Regions from separate parts of the Gossypium hirsutum genome. Here regions 2, 3 and 4 are each linked to region 1. A link is a contact called in public Hi-C data. All regions are on one chromosome and are shown on one strand. The core of a region is the stretch at or near the end of the contact, and the rest is flanking DNA. Distances in the headings are between cores, read along the strand shown. Region 1 holds the start of LOC107962278 (putative leucine-rich repeat receptor-like serine/threonine-protein kinase At2g24130). Region 2 holds the start of LOC107961776 (zinc finger BED domain-containing protein DAYSLEEPER). Region 3 holds the start of LOC107962968 (pentatricopeptide repeat-containing protein At1g80880, mitochondrial). Region 4 holds the start of LOC107961780.

Evidence for each region. A called contact is a pair of places that touch in the nucleus more often than the background predicts.
Region 2: a contact with region 1 is called in a Hi-C map of leaf, with 5 times the contacts expected there. The contact joins the promoter of LOC107961776 here to the promoter of LOC107962278 in region 1. A contact is called at or near these places in 2 of 34 Hi-C or Micro-C datasets (both in leaf).
Region 3: a contact with region 1 is called in a Hi-C map of leaf, with 2.6 times the contacts expected there. The contact joins the promoter of LOC107962968 here to the promoter of LOC107962278 in region 1. A contact is called at or near these places in 2 of 34 Hi-C or Micro-C datasets (both in leaf).
Region 4: a contact with region 1 is called in a Hi-C map of leaf, with 2.7 times the contacts expected there. The contact joins the promoter of LOC107961780 here to the promoter of LOC107962278 in region 1. A contact is called at or near these places in 6 of 34 Hi-C or Micro-C datasets (callus, hypocotyl and leaf).

What each region holds. Positions count from the first base shown.
Region 1 is chrA06:60,428,274-60,432,605 of Gossypium_hirsutum_v2.1, forward strand. It overlaps LOC107962278 (putative leucine-rich repeat receptor-like serine/threonine-protein kinase At2g24130), which reads right to left and starts at 1,775. Exons shown (of 2, transcript XM_016898593.2): 1 at 1-1,775. The coding sequence starts at 1,551. It overlaps LOC107962279 (a long non-coding RNA gene), which reads right to left. Exons shown (of 2, transcript XR_001701572.2): 1 at 3,774-4,332; 2 at 3,464-3,691.
Region 2 is chrA06:61,269,254-61,273,289 of Gossypium_hirsutum_v2.1, forward strand. LOC107961776 (zinc finger BED domain-containing protein DAYSLEEPER) reads left to right here and starts at 1,971. Exons shown (of 2, transcript XM_016897904.2): 1 at 1,971-2,426; 2 at 3,964-4,036. The coding sequence starts at 3,978.
Region 3 is chrA06:60,967,102-60,971,106 of Gossypium_hirsutum_v2.1, forward strand. It overlaps LOC107962968 (pentatricopeptide repeat-containing protein At1g80880, mitochondrial), which reads right to left and starts at 2,664. Exons shown (of 2, transcript XM_016899554.2): 1 at 1,881-2,664; 2 at 1-462. The coding sequence starts at 2,485.
Region 4 is chrA06:61,022,395-61,026,519 of Gossypium_hirsutum_v2.1, forward strand. It overlaps LOC107961780, which reads left to right and starts at 2,230. Exons shown (of 2, transcript XM_016897910.2): 1 at 2,230-2,591; 2 at 4,115-4,125. The coding sequence starts at 2,435.

The DNA.
Region 1 (4,332 bases), core at 525-3,024:
ATTATGTGAGAAATTTATCGCTTTCACTGCGATACAGCTCGATATTTGTGGGAAGATGTTCCCATTAAGGTTGTTTGATGAGAGATCAATTTCTTCAACATTTTCCAGCTTGCTGAGCTCAATTGGTAAAAGCCCTTCAAAAAGATTGTGTGACAAATTTATGAATCCTCTGATTTCACGTATTTCGATTATCTCTTGAGGGATCCTCCCTGTTAGCTTGTTGTAAGACAGATCAAGCATGTAAAGATTGGAGCATTTGAACAGTTGTGGCGGTATTGTCCCAGAAAGGAGATTGTTATTGAGAAACAAATATCGAAGTGCAAGTAAATCTCCAAAGCTGGCAGGGATTTCTCCATAGAATTTGTTGTTGGAGAGATCAAGCTGACCGAGATGAGGCAATTTTGCTAATTCTAAAGGAATTCTGATGTTGAACAAGTTGTGGGACAAAAGAAGTCGTTCCAACATTAACAATAAACTCAACTCTTCTGGGATTGTTCCATTTAGAAAATTGGATGTCAAGTTCAACATTGTAATGTTGGAGAGGTTCCTAATTTCTGGTGGAATCGACCCGATTATGAGGTTTTCCTGCAATTCGAGGCGCTTCAGACTAGGGTGACCAATTGAGCTCGGTAATTTTCCTCCAAGTCCCATGCCAGCCACTTCAAGTTCCGTCAAGCCAGTACAATTTCCTAATGTAGCAAAGAAGGGATAAAGATCGCTGTTATTTCCATGGCTTCTCATGTTGTTATATGACAAATGAAGAAACATAAGATTCGGAAGCTTGCTTACTAAATCTGAAGGCAGTTCACCAGATAGATGATTGTTCTCCACATCTAGATTGTATAGTGTAGTATTGGTTAAGGATGCAGGAAGCTGGCCAACAAATTGATTGTTGTATAAACTGAGTGTCCATAAACCGGGACAGTTTCCAATTTCCATAGGAATTCGACCTGTGATGTAGTTGAAAGACAAATCTATAACTTTTAATTGAGTACAGTTAGAGAAAAAGGAAGGAGGCAGGGGGCCTGTCAAGTTGTTTTCCATAACAGCAAACACGATGAGGCTGGTGAGGAGGGCGAAACTATCGGGCACTGGACCATTTAAGTTATTTTGATTAAGTACAAGAGTTTGGAGGCATGGGAGGGAGGAAAGTTGTGGTGGAATGCTGCTGAAGAAGTGGTTTTCATAAAGGTTTATGAGTTGAAGAGCAGTGAGGTTTGAAAGGGAAGGTGATATCTTCCCCACAAGTCCAGAGCTAGAGAGATCAATTTGTGTCACACGATGATGTTGCTCGTTACATGTGACACCAGTGAAGTTGCAAACATGAACACCATCTTCCCAGTTCGCAAGAGTCGATTTTGGATCCACTAATACCGACTTCTTGAATGCTAGAAGTGCAGCCTTGTCTTGAACCAAAGATCGGCCCTGAAGACAATCATGATAAGGATAACGACGACGATTTGGATAAGGTGAACCCGTATTGCTGGAGACAAAAATAAAATGGAGTAGAAATAGAAGAATGAAAAACAGTCTAATGAATGCCATTGTCATTGCCTTTGCAAGTGCATAAGAAACTTTCGCTTTGTGAGAGTCACCTTTGTTTCATCTCCAAGCCTTCATTATAACAAGAATTTAATACAAGTTGAGGAATTGTGAATTGAGATAAACAAAAAGAGACTATGATTTTTCTAATGAAGTGGATTTGAGAGTGACATTTTATAAAGTTGTTTAAAGGTAGAACTAGATTCCCGGTGAGGAAATATTTCAATAGTGACAATGATTTGTAGAGGGACTAGCATGCTTTTTCTTTTCATCTCTATACCGTTGAAGTTTTATATATACTGCAACCAATGAAATAGTTAATTAATATTTTAAAATATGAGCCAAATATTTCAAGAAAGGACAAAGGCAACCACCCCTACTAAAAAATTTAACATTTTTAAATAAAATCCATGTCCATCCCATCTCATAATCCGATTTTTGAAAGAAAATATGCTGTAAGATACATTGATATTTGGATTGTTTTATTAACCTTAACTATAATAACAATTTTATGGGTTTGGTTTTCAATCATTATTTATATTCTTTATTGATCAACACCGGAATGGGATATAAATTCCAGTGGTTGCAACAATGGGAATGATTTTAGTAGGATATGGTGCAAATTTATTAAAAGATAATGGAACATCCTGTCATAGAAGCACTCAATCAAGTGATCCATATGCATCCGCGGGGAGAGAGAGATAACATCTTTCTTCTTCTTTTCTGTTTGAGGGTCCACAAGTTGACAATTAGTGTTCATTTAGATGGTATTTTAGTGATGGACATAAATTTAGATTTATATTGAGAGGAAAAGAGTTGACATTTGTTTTCTATCGGTGACTGAAACTGCATATAACTATGATTAAATTGTTGTGATAATTTTGTTGGGAATTTGTGATATTCCAACCTCGTCCTTTACAGGGGAAATTTGTTAGGCAGATGGAGTTTTTGGGTTGCCAACATTTTTTTCGCAAACAATGAGATAAAGCTAAAGAGTCAGAAGAGTAAATGAAGCGTGAAAGGGAGCCATGAATCTCAAGTCCTTTGCTAAATCCTTTTCTAAGATTCCCACGTCCCAATAGTCTACATCACTTTTAACGTTGGCATGGTTGCTTAATACATTTTTCTACAAACTCATTAACCATCCAAATAAAACAGTTTATTGAAGTGTTAATATTTAAAAGATTGGGATGTTTGAAGCAGAAGATATCCCTTCAAACACTGTTGCGTCTTCTTCTTCTTCCAATTCCTTCTCTCACTTCAAGCTTTCTGTATTCCTCTCTCATTCTTCTAGACCTTGCTTCAAATTTTTCATTACTTACGTCACACTATTTTAGCTTACATGTTAGGTAAAAAAACAATTTAAATTTACAAAAATTCAAAATTTTAGAAATTTTAAAAAAATTATGAGAAAACATTCTTTAAATTTTAAAAATAAAAAGCAAATAATTTTAAAAAATTTCAATGAGCAAAAGAATTTTAAATTTTAAATTATTAATTTTTTTTTCAAAAATCATGAGGAAAATAAAAATTCAAACTAAAGTTAATTATAAATCGTTGGGGTTATCCATGATCTCATTATTAGTTGGATTTATTTATACTACTCAAGTAATAGTTCCCACAACCAAATTGTTTCACATATATTTATATAAAATTTCATTTATTTGTATGTATATTAGTATTAATATTTTCATTTTACAGTTTAAATTTTTTTAAATCACATCATTATAAAATCATCATTCCCAACTGCTGTATCTCCCTTTTTTCCTCATATATGTTTTACCTCTAAAATTAAACTAATTTTAGAGTGTGCGTAATTTGTTGATACGAGGAAATGAGATATTTATTAAATTGTTTTATAAGTCATTCCAGTTTATGCAATACAGTAATTTATGTTGTCTGTATCATTATGCCGAGACTTAGAAAATTTGATGTGTAGATTTTGGTGACGTAATTTATAATCTAACAAAGGCATACATTGATGTAGTTGGGATACTATGTAATCTATTGGAGAAAGGTTTAAGGTCTTACCCTTCATTTACCTAGCATAGTATTTGGGGTGCATGTAATCTATTGGAGAAAGGCACAAGGTGGAAGATTGGGAATGGTGAATCGATGAACATATGGAATGATGTGTGGTTGCCGAGTCCTGGTGATGGAAGAGTAAAAAGTCAAAATATTGATTTAAGATACTTAACTGTTGTAGATTTAATTGATAGTGAGTCGGTTACCTGGTAAAAGAAGGTCATCAACAGGCTGTTCAGTGATGAGCAAGCTGAGAGAATATTATCCATCCCGCTGGTGAGCAGTATGTAGACAAATGAGATAATATTGAGAGGTGACAGTTTTAGAGTTTATACAGCAAAGAGCAAGTACAAATGGCTCATTACAGAGGACCAAAATTTGTTGGGAAACAACAACACATTCCAATCTGAAGATACAAGCTACTTTACAAAAAGTTGGAGCCTCAAAATTCCCAGCAAGATTCGAATAAATCTATGGAAAAATAACTAATGAATATATGTATGCCTTCTCTAGGTAACCTAAAGTCTCGAAGGCTTAGGGAAGATGCACTTTGCCCAATCTGTAAAGAAGAGGAAGAGACAGTAGCCCATCTGTGTCGAGATTGCGCATTCACAAAACCAGTTCTGCAGGAGGTAGGAGTGGCACCCTCGAGCACAAACATGAATCAAAGTTGGAAACAATAGTTACTACTAGAATTAGGAAATAACAGTTTACAGTATTGCACAAATCTAGCTAATTCATTTTGAGCGATATGGTATAATAGGA
Region 2 (4,036 bases), core at 721-3,220, 840 kb after region 1:
AAAGTTAATTGATAAAGAGACTTTTTGATGCATTTTATAAATTTTTATGATTTTTATAAAATTTTATAATTTTTAATTTTTTGCGATTTTTATAAATTTTTTTATAATTTTTAATAAATTTCAAAATTTTTATATTCTTATTAAAATTTAATAATTTTTCTAAAATTTATTTTTTACAGTTTTTTTAATTTTTTATAAGAGCAAGGGCTTAATTGCTATTTTGAAAAATTTTGAGGATCTTTTTGAAGTATTTTGAAAGTTCAAGTACTCAAATTGAGAGAAAAAAACAGAAACTTAATTGCTTTTTTTTAAAAAAAGTTTAAAAATCTTTTGACATATTTTGAAAATTTAATTGCTCAATTGAGTGAAAAAAGGACTTAAATAGTTTTTTTTTTTAAATTTGAGAATTTACTACACCAGTAAGCCTTTTATATATTTTGTATGAGACAATCTTATTTTAAATTGTTTTTTGAATTAAGTTGTGAGAATATTGTTGTTTAAAGGTGTGCTATGATTTTTTATTTTTTTTAATTTGTTAAAGGATGAAATTTTATTTGTTAATTTATTGAATGATATTTTATATAATTGATTAATATTTTTATATTTGAAATTTATTTAATTTTATATTTTTAAATATTTTTAAAAATTTGATAAATACAAAACGATATAATACCTGCACATATAAAATTCTAATAAAAAACTGATGCATCTACCGGTTCGATATTGACTAGCTTAGAGGTAGAATTAGCTATTCACCTTGGGTTAATGTCAATGATATTTAAACCAAATTGGATCCCTCGGTTGATTTGAGAATGGTCCGATCACTAGAAAAAACCGTTTGAACCGTGAACTAAGAAATCGGTAAAAATCCTGTCCGACCGGTTCTTTCGTCTGCGCAAGCCGATAAAAACAAACAACCTGAGACCCACACCCACCCGGGCAACCACCACTCTCGTCACTCGTCCATCCGGCCTCTCTGACTCTCTCAACCTCTCTTCACTCTTTAGTCTCCAATCTCCCTCCACCTTCCGGCTTTCAGCCTCCAGTTCAGCTGCCTTTAGCCATCTGCTTCTTCGACGACCATCGCAGCTGAAAAATGAGGAAGTCAGAAAGATTGGTTTGGTGGTAAAGGACAAGTGAGAATTGAAAGGAGTTAGCGATAATAATTTTTTTGGTTTTCTTACTTTATGTTGGCTATGTCCTATGACTGAAAAGACGGTGGGCTAATTTAAATTAAACTTAAAAGCATAGGCCAAAGTTTATTTGAGGTTTTTTTTTAATTTTTTTAATTATTATGATTTTATATTATTAAACAATAAATCAATTAAACTAAAAATTAATAATTTGATTAATTCGACTATTAATTTAATTTTAAAAATATTAATTTACGTACCACTTCATCATCTTGTTAATGAACAATTAACCAAAATATTACAAATCGAAAACATATATCATCATATTCTAATTTAATTTTTTTATAGTTGAAATTTGTTGATTGTTTTAATGATTAAATGTGTAATTTATTATAAGTAAGATGCATGAGATTTAACTGATTTATAATAGCACTATAATATTTAAATAAGAATTTATGGATATTGAATGAATTAGAGGTGGATTCGGTTGTTGAATTCTTTACTTTAAAAATTTAATTAGAAAACGTGATTGTAAGAAATATATTTTTTTATCATTTCCTAATTAAGTTCAGTCGGGAGTGTTATAACCGTATATAGATAGATAAAAATGCATTGATGAATCATGATTAGAGTAAGGTTCGGTCTAATTTTGATTTTTGAATTTTCTAAGAAAATTAAAATATAATTGTTTAACCTACCCGTGAGTCATGAGAACCGTAAGCCGAGATGAATAGGTAAAAGGAACGGTCAAGATTAAACCAAGTGGGTGGCTGATGAAAAATACTATGGAACCGCCTTCACAGAATGAATAAAAAAAGGAAAATTAAATTTGGACCTTGAGAGAGTCAGTCAGTCCATATCCAATTACGATTTTTTCTCTTTTTCTTTTCTCATAAATGCCCCTTTCGCCCCCCTGACTCTCATTCAAAAGGCCTAAACTCGAGATCTTTTTGATTATATATAGTTTTAGCCCTAGCTACCCCAGCTCAGGTCCAATTCCAATTTAGGGTTTTGTTTTTCTCTCCCTCGCTCGAACAGCGAACAAACAAACAAACAAACAAAAGCTTTAAACTTCAAAGCTCTGAACCTTTTTTTTTGCCTTTGGGTGCTTCAGCCCAATTAACCGACTTTGTTCTCCTCCTTCATCTTCCTCCTTTGCGCTTCCCTCTGTTACCGGAAATTCAAATATATTATTTTTTTAATTCCTTCGGTTTCCGGGTGAAAACAAGCCTCTAAATCGGTGAAACTGTTGTTTTGGATCTGCTTTCAGGGTTTTGTTGGTGATACAACGAGGTATCAACTATTTTTTTAATCCTCGATTTATATGTTGGGTTTTGTTTATTTATGTCTAATTTTGCAATTTTAGAGTTTGTTTTCAGTTTTTTGGATCTGGTATTTATTGAGTATTTCTTTTTGTGAGGCTTTTTTTTTTAAATTTTATTCTTGGTGTTAATCAAAATTATGTTTCTTAGTGGTTTTTATATTGGCTTACGTTAATCAAAATTATGTTTCTTGGTTGTTTTCATATTTGGCTTATGTTTTGCTTCATGTGCATCTTCTAATCAGTTTTTCGCCTTTTTTTATCCACATAATTTATTTCACTGTAATTGCTTTTCTTATGGGCTTCTTAGTGTGTGAGACTGATAGTTATTTCCTTTTTTGTGTTGCAATGGGGTTTCATTGAAAATTTTTTCTTGGTAGAACTCATAGGATGAGTGTGGTAGGATTTATTTTCCTCATTACATCCTCTGAGAAGCAGTCGTTTTCTGTTACCTGTTTTCGTGGGTTCTCGTTTCTCAATTTATAAATGGTCAAACGACGGTTTTTTCCAGCACAAAGTCCATGTGGAAGGTAGTGATTTGGTTTTTGTTGGACTTGAGTGGTAAGGAGTTCAATGTTCCTTAATTTCGATCTTGTGTGGAGAAAGTAGGTGCTAACAAAACTTTCCTCCCATTTAGGTGCTCCGGAAGAGGTTGATACTGGGGGTCTTAGGCAATAAATAGATAAATAAGAGATTTGGTTTTTGTGTCTTTGGGTTGGGGACCTGTGGATTTTCACTTCAGCTGAAGGCACTTTAGTCAAGTTGCTTATGCATATCCACTGGGCTTTTTGGTCCATAATGATAAGGTTAGCTCATCAATCTGGGCATGCCCACATTTTTAGGTATATAAAAGTTGGGTTTGATCCTGCCAATTAGCAAGATATATGGGAGCAGTGTTTTTTATTTTTTGGTTTATTTAAGTTGTCTTTCATGTCCAGATGTGGGAATAAATTGGTCTTTAGACTTTGCAGCTTTGAGTTACCAAGTCTAGTTAATGTGTTTATCAAGTTCCAACTGTTATTTTTCTGGCTAAAACGCATCTGCTTTTGTTTACCGTAGACTCTTGAAGGCTTTTTGAATTCTAGGCTTGGCTTAGAATCATTTCAAGTTTGTCTTTTAACCTGAATGTTGTAGTTTTAATGTTCACTGTAAAGCCAGCTTCTCTGCATACCTTTTAATATTCAATTGCTCAGTCTTTTAAGCCATCTCTTCAAATTTGTCTGGTTACTAATATCTATCTGAGGATCATAAAAATTAGTTAACTCCTGCTCTTGTTTGTTATTTTGTAAATTTGAATAACTATTGTCTCGTAGATAATGGAAACATTCTAAGAAGCTTGTCATTATTCTATGAGTTTTGAATCTACTGTGAATATCTAAACTTGCCTTTGGGTATCATCAATAGTAGTATTCTCTTCTACTACAATATGCTGTCTTCATGGTGTCTGTCTTGTGTTTTTTTCATTGACTTTTGAGAACTTTATCATCTGCTGTCTCATCTTCATTGCAGGACGGTACATTGAGATGGAGACTGCAATCATTCCGGTTACACCTATTACTCCTACAGACAACAATGACCTTGT
Region 3 (4,005 bases), core at 1,414-3,913, 540 kb after region 1:
AGGATGTTATAAGCTTCATTTAAGCAATTTTCGCGAGCCAGGACATACACCAGTGAATTGTACACCTCAATGCCTGGATCCCAGCCTCTTTTCTTCATTTCATCATAGAGCCGCAGTGAGTTAAATAGATCTCCAACTTTTGAGAAACAAGAAATCATGTAAGTATAAGAGGTAGCATTTGGTATAATGCAGTATTCTGACATTTCTCTCCAAACTCTCTTTGCTTCAACTACATCAACCAAAACATTACACCAACCATTGAGAATAATGTTGAAGCCATCAGCATCCAGTGGGAAGAGCTTCTTATTTACAAGCATTATCTCTTCAGCCTCTTCAATGTTGCCATATCTACATAGAGCCTTTAGGAGGGTACTGAACGCTTCTTCGTCCGGACTCATTCTGAACTTCTCCATAGTATGAAAAGTTTGAATAGCTATGCATGGATCACTTGCAGCTGCATATCTAATTGACGCCAAATGAAATGAAAAAGGAACAAACAGTATATAAGAACAAAATGTTAACAAATTATATGCCTTGCATGAATGTTTGTGAAATGATATCATGGAGAGTAAAATGTTAAGTCCTGTGGAAACCCTAGGAAGCCTTGATTCCTTTGGATATCTAACTTACAACAGTTTTAAAATATTGCAAATGCACACTGAAAAGTGTGGGAGAAAAAAGAAGCAAGGATCTCAGTCCACCAAGATAGGACATCAATACAGGAGAATTCACTAGACAAACTGCAGAGGACTCAAGTGGTTAAAAATCAGAACTTAAAAGGAGAAAAATAAACAAATTATGAAGTTTAGAAACTATAACAGAAACAATCAATTGGAACACTGTTATCAATGCAACCTATTACTAAATTAACTGAAATGAATACAAAGGGGAACATGACCAAAAAGCGAAGAAACGGGGGTGGAAGGAGGGAATGAATGCAACAAAATAGATCCAGTGTTGTTAAGGCATGTGTTAGTCACAGCGCTGTTCCATAGCTACACAACAAAAGTGCCTGTCATTTTCAGGCAAGGCACATTTGATCATATGTATGTCTGGTGCACCTAGGTGTGCATTTCTTTAAGGCAATAGGCAAAAAAAAAATGAAGAAGAAGCTGGTCTGATGGAATTTCACTTGCATTTCTTTTATTTTCATCTTTGACCCTTAAAACTCTTAGGTCTAATAGTAAAAACTGGACAATATTAAATTCTCTAGTTCTCTAGTGATTTCAACAATAACTTTAAGACTATGTGGTAAGGTGCACACTGGCTAAAATAAAGGAAAAAGGAATTTTAAATATAAATATGCATAGTATTCACTCAAACGAGAGTTTTTTTGCTGTGCCTTCTGTCTCGGAAGAAACATAAGGTTTCTAGTGCCTTGAGTGCACCTTGCGCCCTTAATGACTCTGGATAGATCACAAGGAATTTAGTACCAACAACAAGCTTATAATTATAGATTTATTGACCTGAAAAGCGCACATTTTTAGAAAGCGTTGCAACATAGAGTTACCGAGATATTTAAAATACACAAGTACAATCACTATGCTTATTAGCAACGTTATAACTAAGTTCGCAACTTAATTCACATTGATGAAGATCCTAAATGTGTGAATGAGGCCTTAAGCAGTAAGATGGAGGCTTGGGACCTTTCAGTCTCAAGTAAGTTCAACTTTAGATGGTTATTCTTGACTTAATACAGGGCTTTGTCATAGTTTTGCTCTTTCACCTTGATGTAGTATTTGTGTCATACATGTAATATTGTAAAGAAAAATCTTGTGTATCCAAAGAACAGAGGAATATTTACAACCACTTGCATGCTAAACAAACATAGCCACAAAACTAAGTCTAGTCAATGAAAGGAAAAGCAAGCTGAGGCTCACCTATCAATCATAATAAACATTGCCCGTCTTGTATCCATAGAAGAACGATATAAGTCGCGAATCAAACACCAGGCCGTGTTAAACTTCCTATGATTTCCCAACACCCATATCATCAACTCATATGTTTTTTCACCGCTACTTCCCCATTTTTCACCCCACTTAAAAGCCAAAAACGCCAGTCTCCACTCTTCTCTCAATGTCCAAATCACTGAACACACCAAGCCTAGAGTTGCCTTGATCCCAGACTCGTCAAGGGAAGCCATGGCCTCAGTTTCAGAGCTCAAATGGGCAACCCGTTTGAGCAAATGAAGAAGAGCTGGTTCCTGCGGACCAGGATCATGGTTTGGTTGTGGAGTGGTCTCGAATGGGTAGTTTAGAGTCTGGCTTGAAAGGGATTGGAGCGTTGAGAAATTAGAGGTCACTACTGGGGTTTGAGAGGATATGAAGAATGTTTGATGAAATGCCAAAGAGAACAAATAAAGTTGTTGAACTAAGGGAGAAGGAAAAGGTGAGGGAACAGTGGCAGGATACTGAAGGAAAAATGGGGATAGGATCTGAGAGTGAATTCTTTGGAGCCTTCTTGCTAGAGAAAAGAGGGCCATCATCTATATACCGAGTGAAGCAACTAGCAAAGCGAGTACCTTTTCGGTTTTGAAAATTTGTAGCTATGATTGTTATTATTATTTTTGTTCGACTGTAGCTATGATTATTTAAATGACCATTCATAAAAGACTTAACATAACAATCGTATTTAAGAGGTACAATTGCAACATTTTCTCTGCTTAAATCAAGATTTTATTTTAAAAAATTAATCTCTTATTGGTTCAATATTTTTTTGTACAAATATTATTATTTTTTTAAAGAGAAGTCTTTACGTCAACATAATAGGCTATTCATAAACATAAGATATTATTTGTTATAGCCTTTTGAATTTAAAGTGTCATAGAAACAATTTTAGATATCTACATGTAAAAGTACTATCAACCCTTTATATTGAAAGGTAGATTGCATTTTGCCCCCTTATATTAAAAAATTGATAAATTAGTCCTTATATGTTAAAAAAACATGTAAATTAGTCATTTCAATAAAAATTTTATCCATAGTTGTTGCTAAGGGATGATTTGACTTATTTTTAAACTTTTTTTTATGTAAGTGACATGAAATTAAAGAATGAGTAGGATTAAATTTTGTCTATTCTACTCAAAAATAGGTAAATTAATCCCTATTCATTAGATTAAAGAGAAAAATGGTCATTTGTTAAAAAATGGGTTCAATATAAAATCAGTATCAAAATTTATCCACTTCTCTAAAATTGATACTTATAGTCTTTTTTATCTTAGATTGGTACTCGAACTTTTTTCTTATCATTTAAAGCGTTACTTGAGCCTAGCGTAGTTAAGTTTAGGACAAGTGCTAGAATATAATTGTGACACATGGTATAGATGACGTCATAGTGATGTCATAATATATATTTTAAAAAAAATCTTTTTCTTTTTTTGACTTTTTCCACAATTAATGTTGTTCCTTTTTTTTATTCTTCTTCTTCTTCTTCCTTCAACCCCAAATTTTGTTTCTTCTATGTTTCTTTTTCTATTTAATTAAAACCCTTTTCAATATAATTTTGAAAAAGGGGTCATTTTGGCTTTATAGAGGATGAGGATAGATTTCGTTTCAAGTAAACATGAAATTTGTTTCAAAAAGGGTTAATTTGTTTCAAAAAAAGGTTTTGAAGGTTTGAATTGAATCGTTAAGTGGGGACTAAGTTTGGGCATGGGTATTGTTACAAGGTGATGTAATGAAAGTTAAGGGGGTAAATTTGGGGGGTTTTGGTGTTAGGGTTTGAATATTTAATAGGGAGAGAAATGGGAGATAAAGATTAGGATTTTCTCTATAATGGAAGCTAATGGGTGAATTTTAGGGTTTTGAATTTAGGTGAAGAGAAGTAGACTTTGCAGTCATCTAGATTCTAAAACCCAAACTTCGACTTCCTTGATATGTACCATTTAGATTAAGACACAAAACTAGAGTTCACTTCTTGCTTACAGATCATGTGTATATGTGTTTGCATTTGAGACTGTGAAAGTGAGGAATAGTAAAAGAGGAGCTTAACCAGACCTTATATTAT
Region 4 (4,125 bases), core at 980-3,479, 590 kb after region 1:
TGTTTCATTGGTCCATCGTATAAATCTTGTCTCATCAATCATGTTTTTAAGGACTTGATTTGTTACCATATAATGTAGGCATATCTCATTATATTACCATTTGCCTGATAAAAAAGTGTTGCAAAAACTTGATTGATACAATGAAAAGTACTAAAAATTGATATTATTTTTGAAAGAGGGAAAACTTGTAAATAAATGAAGAAAAAAAAGACCTAAAATGCATAGAAAGAAATAACTACTATCTAATTTATTATGAAATAAACTTGGTTTTGGTTCCATATTTGGTTTTACTCACTAACCTTGAAACACTGCAATGTTTGCATCAATGTTCTGTCTTATTCCAGAAATGCTTTTTAGAAAATAATTTACTTTTTTAGAAAAGTTAATATTTTTTATTATTTAGATGAATCTGTGTAAATTATTTTCTATTGTTTGGTAAATTTTTTTAAAATATTTTATAAAAATTGTTTTCAATTAAACAAACATACATGCGTGATTTTTTTATTTTTTATTGTTTAATTGAATTTATTTTTATCTATAATTGTATATTTTACATTATTTTTGCATATATTAAAAATATTATGTTAAATTTAGGTTCATTGCAACGTCATTTTTTAATTACATGACTATTAAGTGAGTATTTTTTATTTAAAAATGTGATATCAACAAAATTGACAAAAAAAATTAAAGACGTCAACAATTGGACTTGATTTTCAAATTTGAAAAGTAAATGGACTAAATTACAAATCTGTGAAGTGTATATAGATGTATAACATATTTTAACCTTTGTACTACAAAATATTTATTATTAATATATTTATAATTGTAATAAATATTTATTATTAAAATATTAATATTGAATATTTTCAATAATATGTGAATAATATTATTTAAAATTACTAATTTTAAAATTTATTATTAAAATAAAAGTAAAATATTAAACAATTTATTAAAATAATAAGTTATACTTATTATATTAATAATTTATTATATGACTAAATATAAATAATTAAATATGTATGTTTAATAATATTTAAAAATATAATATTTTAAATATTTTTAAAAATAAAAATAAAATTTATTATCAATATAATAATATTAAGCTTGATTTAAGTTAATTTTTGTATAAAAATAAAATTATATATAGACGAGCTCTTTTCTGAAAAATGATTTATGCTTTTTAAAAGGGTAAATCATTTTACAGAAAAAAATGACTTATTTTATCTTGACCTGTAATTTATTTTCCGTTGACTAAATTATTTTCTGTAAAACAAACACAGGAAAATGCAGAAAATATTTTCCGTAAAACCTTTTATATGGAGAAAACTTTTGCTATAATAGAATAAAATGATACTGCATATTCTAAATACGAAATAAAATATAAGTCCAAAATGTTGTTTTGTTGGCACCTAATATCAAATTTTAAAACGCAATCAATTTTTGTGCTAATTTGAATTTTCATGAATTGCCTTATTGCAAAACTTTGATGAATTATTAAAAAAAAATTATTCTCCTTTTAGAGAGACAACAAATTAGTTTTTTATTACATGCCAATGAAAAAAAAAAGAAACTGTCACATCCCTCAAAGCTTAATTGATACACTTACATGTAAATTTAACCCATAAGTATTAATTGGTTTTTGAAAAATAATATATTTTCTAATAAAATATAAGTAAACATTATTTTCAAAACTTAAATTTTTGGATGCTTATTGTAATTCATGTTTTTCATATGTTGAATTATATAGCAGATAAGTTGTTTAGATTATTGATATTGAAGGAGATTTGAATTCATGATTAGAATTTAAATAATAAATAAAATAGATATAATGATTTATTTGGTCTTTCATCTTTAATTTAATTTTTCGGCTTTGAGCTTGTATTATTTGACTAATTATCTTAAAATGGATAAAAATTATAATGTTTGTTAATTTTATTGGTATGGCTGTCTATGTTGGTAATTAATTAATTTTTTAAAAATTAAAAATGTTAAAAAATATATTTTTTATTATTTTTAAATAAATTTAATATATTTTAATTTTAATAATTATATATCTTTTGAAATTTTTAATATTTAAAACTTTTATTAATTGTTACGTGGATGTGTTCAATAAAATTAATTGATGTTAGCTTTTTCTTCTATTTTGAATTGATTTGATAAATAATATAAATTAAAAAAATTAAAAAATTAAATAAAAGGATAAAATAATTTTTTTTTATAAAGTTGGAGGCAAAAATAAATTATTATAAAAAAGAAAAAGTGAAGTTATATAAGTTGACACTGCGGAGGTATCCTAACCCAACTACCAAACACTCCTCCAGTCCTAGAGGCGGTGAAGCCTTAAAATCTACAAACAGCACCGCAGCGGAGAAAGCTGCAGAAAGGAGATTTTGAGGGTAATCTTAAGTAATTAATTGGTTGATTTAGGGGCGAAATGGGGAACGAAGCAAAAAACACCGCCAACGTGGGAGGAGGAGGATTCAGGGCGAGAATGGAACACTACATATATAGCGGTGAAAAGAAGCATGTAATGGCTGGCATCGCCATCGTCGCCCTCGTTTTTGGTGCCCCTTGGTTTCTCATGAACCGAGGTGCCTTTCTCTCTTTCCTTCATTTTTCTTTTTCAGCTTTGCATTTACTTTTCGGTTTGGGGGGGGGGGTTGGGGTAGGGTTTTAGATGTATCTTTGGGTTTCTCACTCTAAATATATTGCAAATTTGAGGAATTTGTATGATTTATCTCAATGTAATGAACAAAAGCAAAGATAGATATATAGCATCACTGACTTTAGTTTTGGAGTAAGTGAATTTGAGGACAAATTTTCCTTCATGATTTGGGTAAATGAATTTGCATTTTTTTTTGGAAATGGTCCGCAAAATTCAGTGATTCTGAAGGATCTTTTAGGTAGCTTTTGGAACTTGAATTCCATCTGATGGCTTCGGATATATAAAATAGTGGATGTATAAAACAGTGTAGATTATGCGAAATGCAGCTTTCGTTATTATTTTTAAAATCCATAGATTTGTTAAGGGTCTACTTAGTAATAAATTTGGAAGTCCTATAGATATTTGTGATTTTTGAAAACCATGTTTTTATAGCTTGAAATGTATAAATAGATTGAATCTCAGTTAGTTCATGTAGAATGTATGCATTTCATTCTCACTTATGCAGTAAATGAAATCCGAATCTTTATATTCCTGAGCATAGCATTAACGAATCTGTCAAATTGGTGCGCATTTTTTTGAAGTTGCTCATTGGAGTTTATATTTATCCAAAATTGGTGTTTAGAAGAATGAAACAAGAGATTGAAGTCAATGGAACTTGAGGTTGTCGAGGAACTATATTGAAGCTGAATTCTGACTTCTCTTTTTTTCTAGTTTTGTTAGCAGCAGGTTCTGAGTCAAATTTTTCTGATTCTGATGGTTCTTTTACAGATTTCAAAAGTCGTTTTCTTTAATCTAAATATATAAAGAATGTGTTTGTTTTTGTCGACATGGATCAAGAGACTCATTTAAAAATAGCAATACGCTTGTCTTGACAGCAATGGCTGCTGGTTTATATATAGTTCTTTCCTAGAAAGTTGACATCATAAGCAAGTTGAGCGATTTAGCAGGCTGTCAAGGCAAAGTTTACGGACAGAATTTGGCATATGTATTTCTCTATCACATCTTGACAGACTTTAAAAATGCTTTTGTGAGCTGGCATTGGCTAGGTCCTAGGCTATTCCTCTTTGTCAATTCGTGTTCAGTCCCAAGAACTTTTGTGTTGAGTACTGTGAGAATGATGCGGTTAAATGCTATCTTACTTGGGTTTGGGTGTAAGCATAGGATACAGGTCTTGTCTTGACATAGGTTCGTTCATTTTTCTTACCCTTTTTGTTTGCCATGATTTGAACAACCGAAGTTAAAAAGGTTTGGTAGTGCTTTTGCTGTGAAAATACTGTAGGAAAGTTATTCGAGGATGACAAATTAACCCAACTCTCAGGATGTTGTGTTGCATACTTGAGGAAGTTGAATGTTTTAAGAGTGGTTGTTTCATTTCATTATTGGATGCTGTTTGTTGGGTACGTTGATCACTTAAAAACTAATTGAACAAAGGCCTGATTTTCCTTGTAGGAACAAAGCAT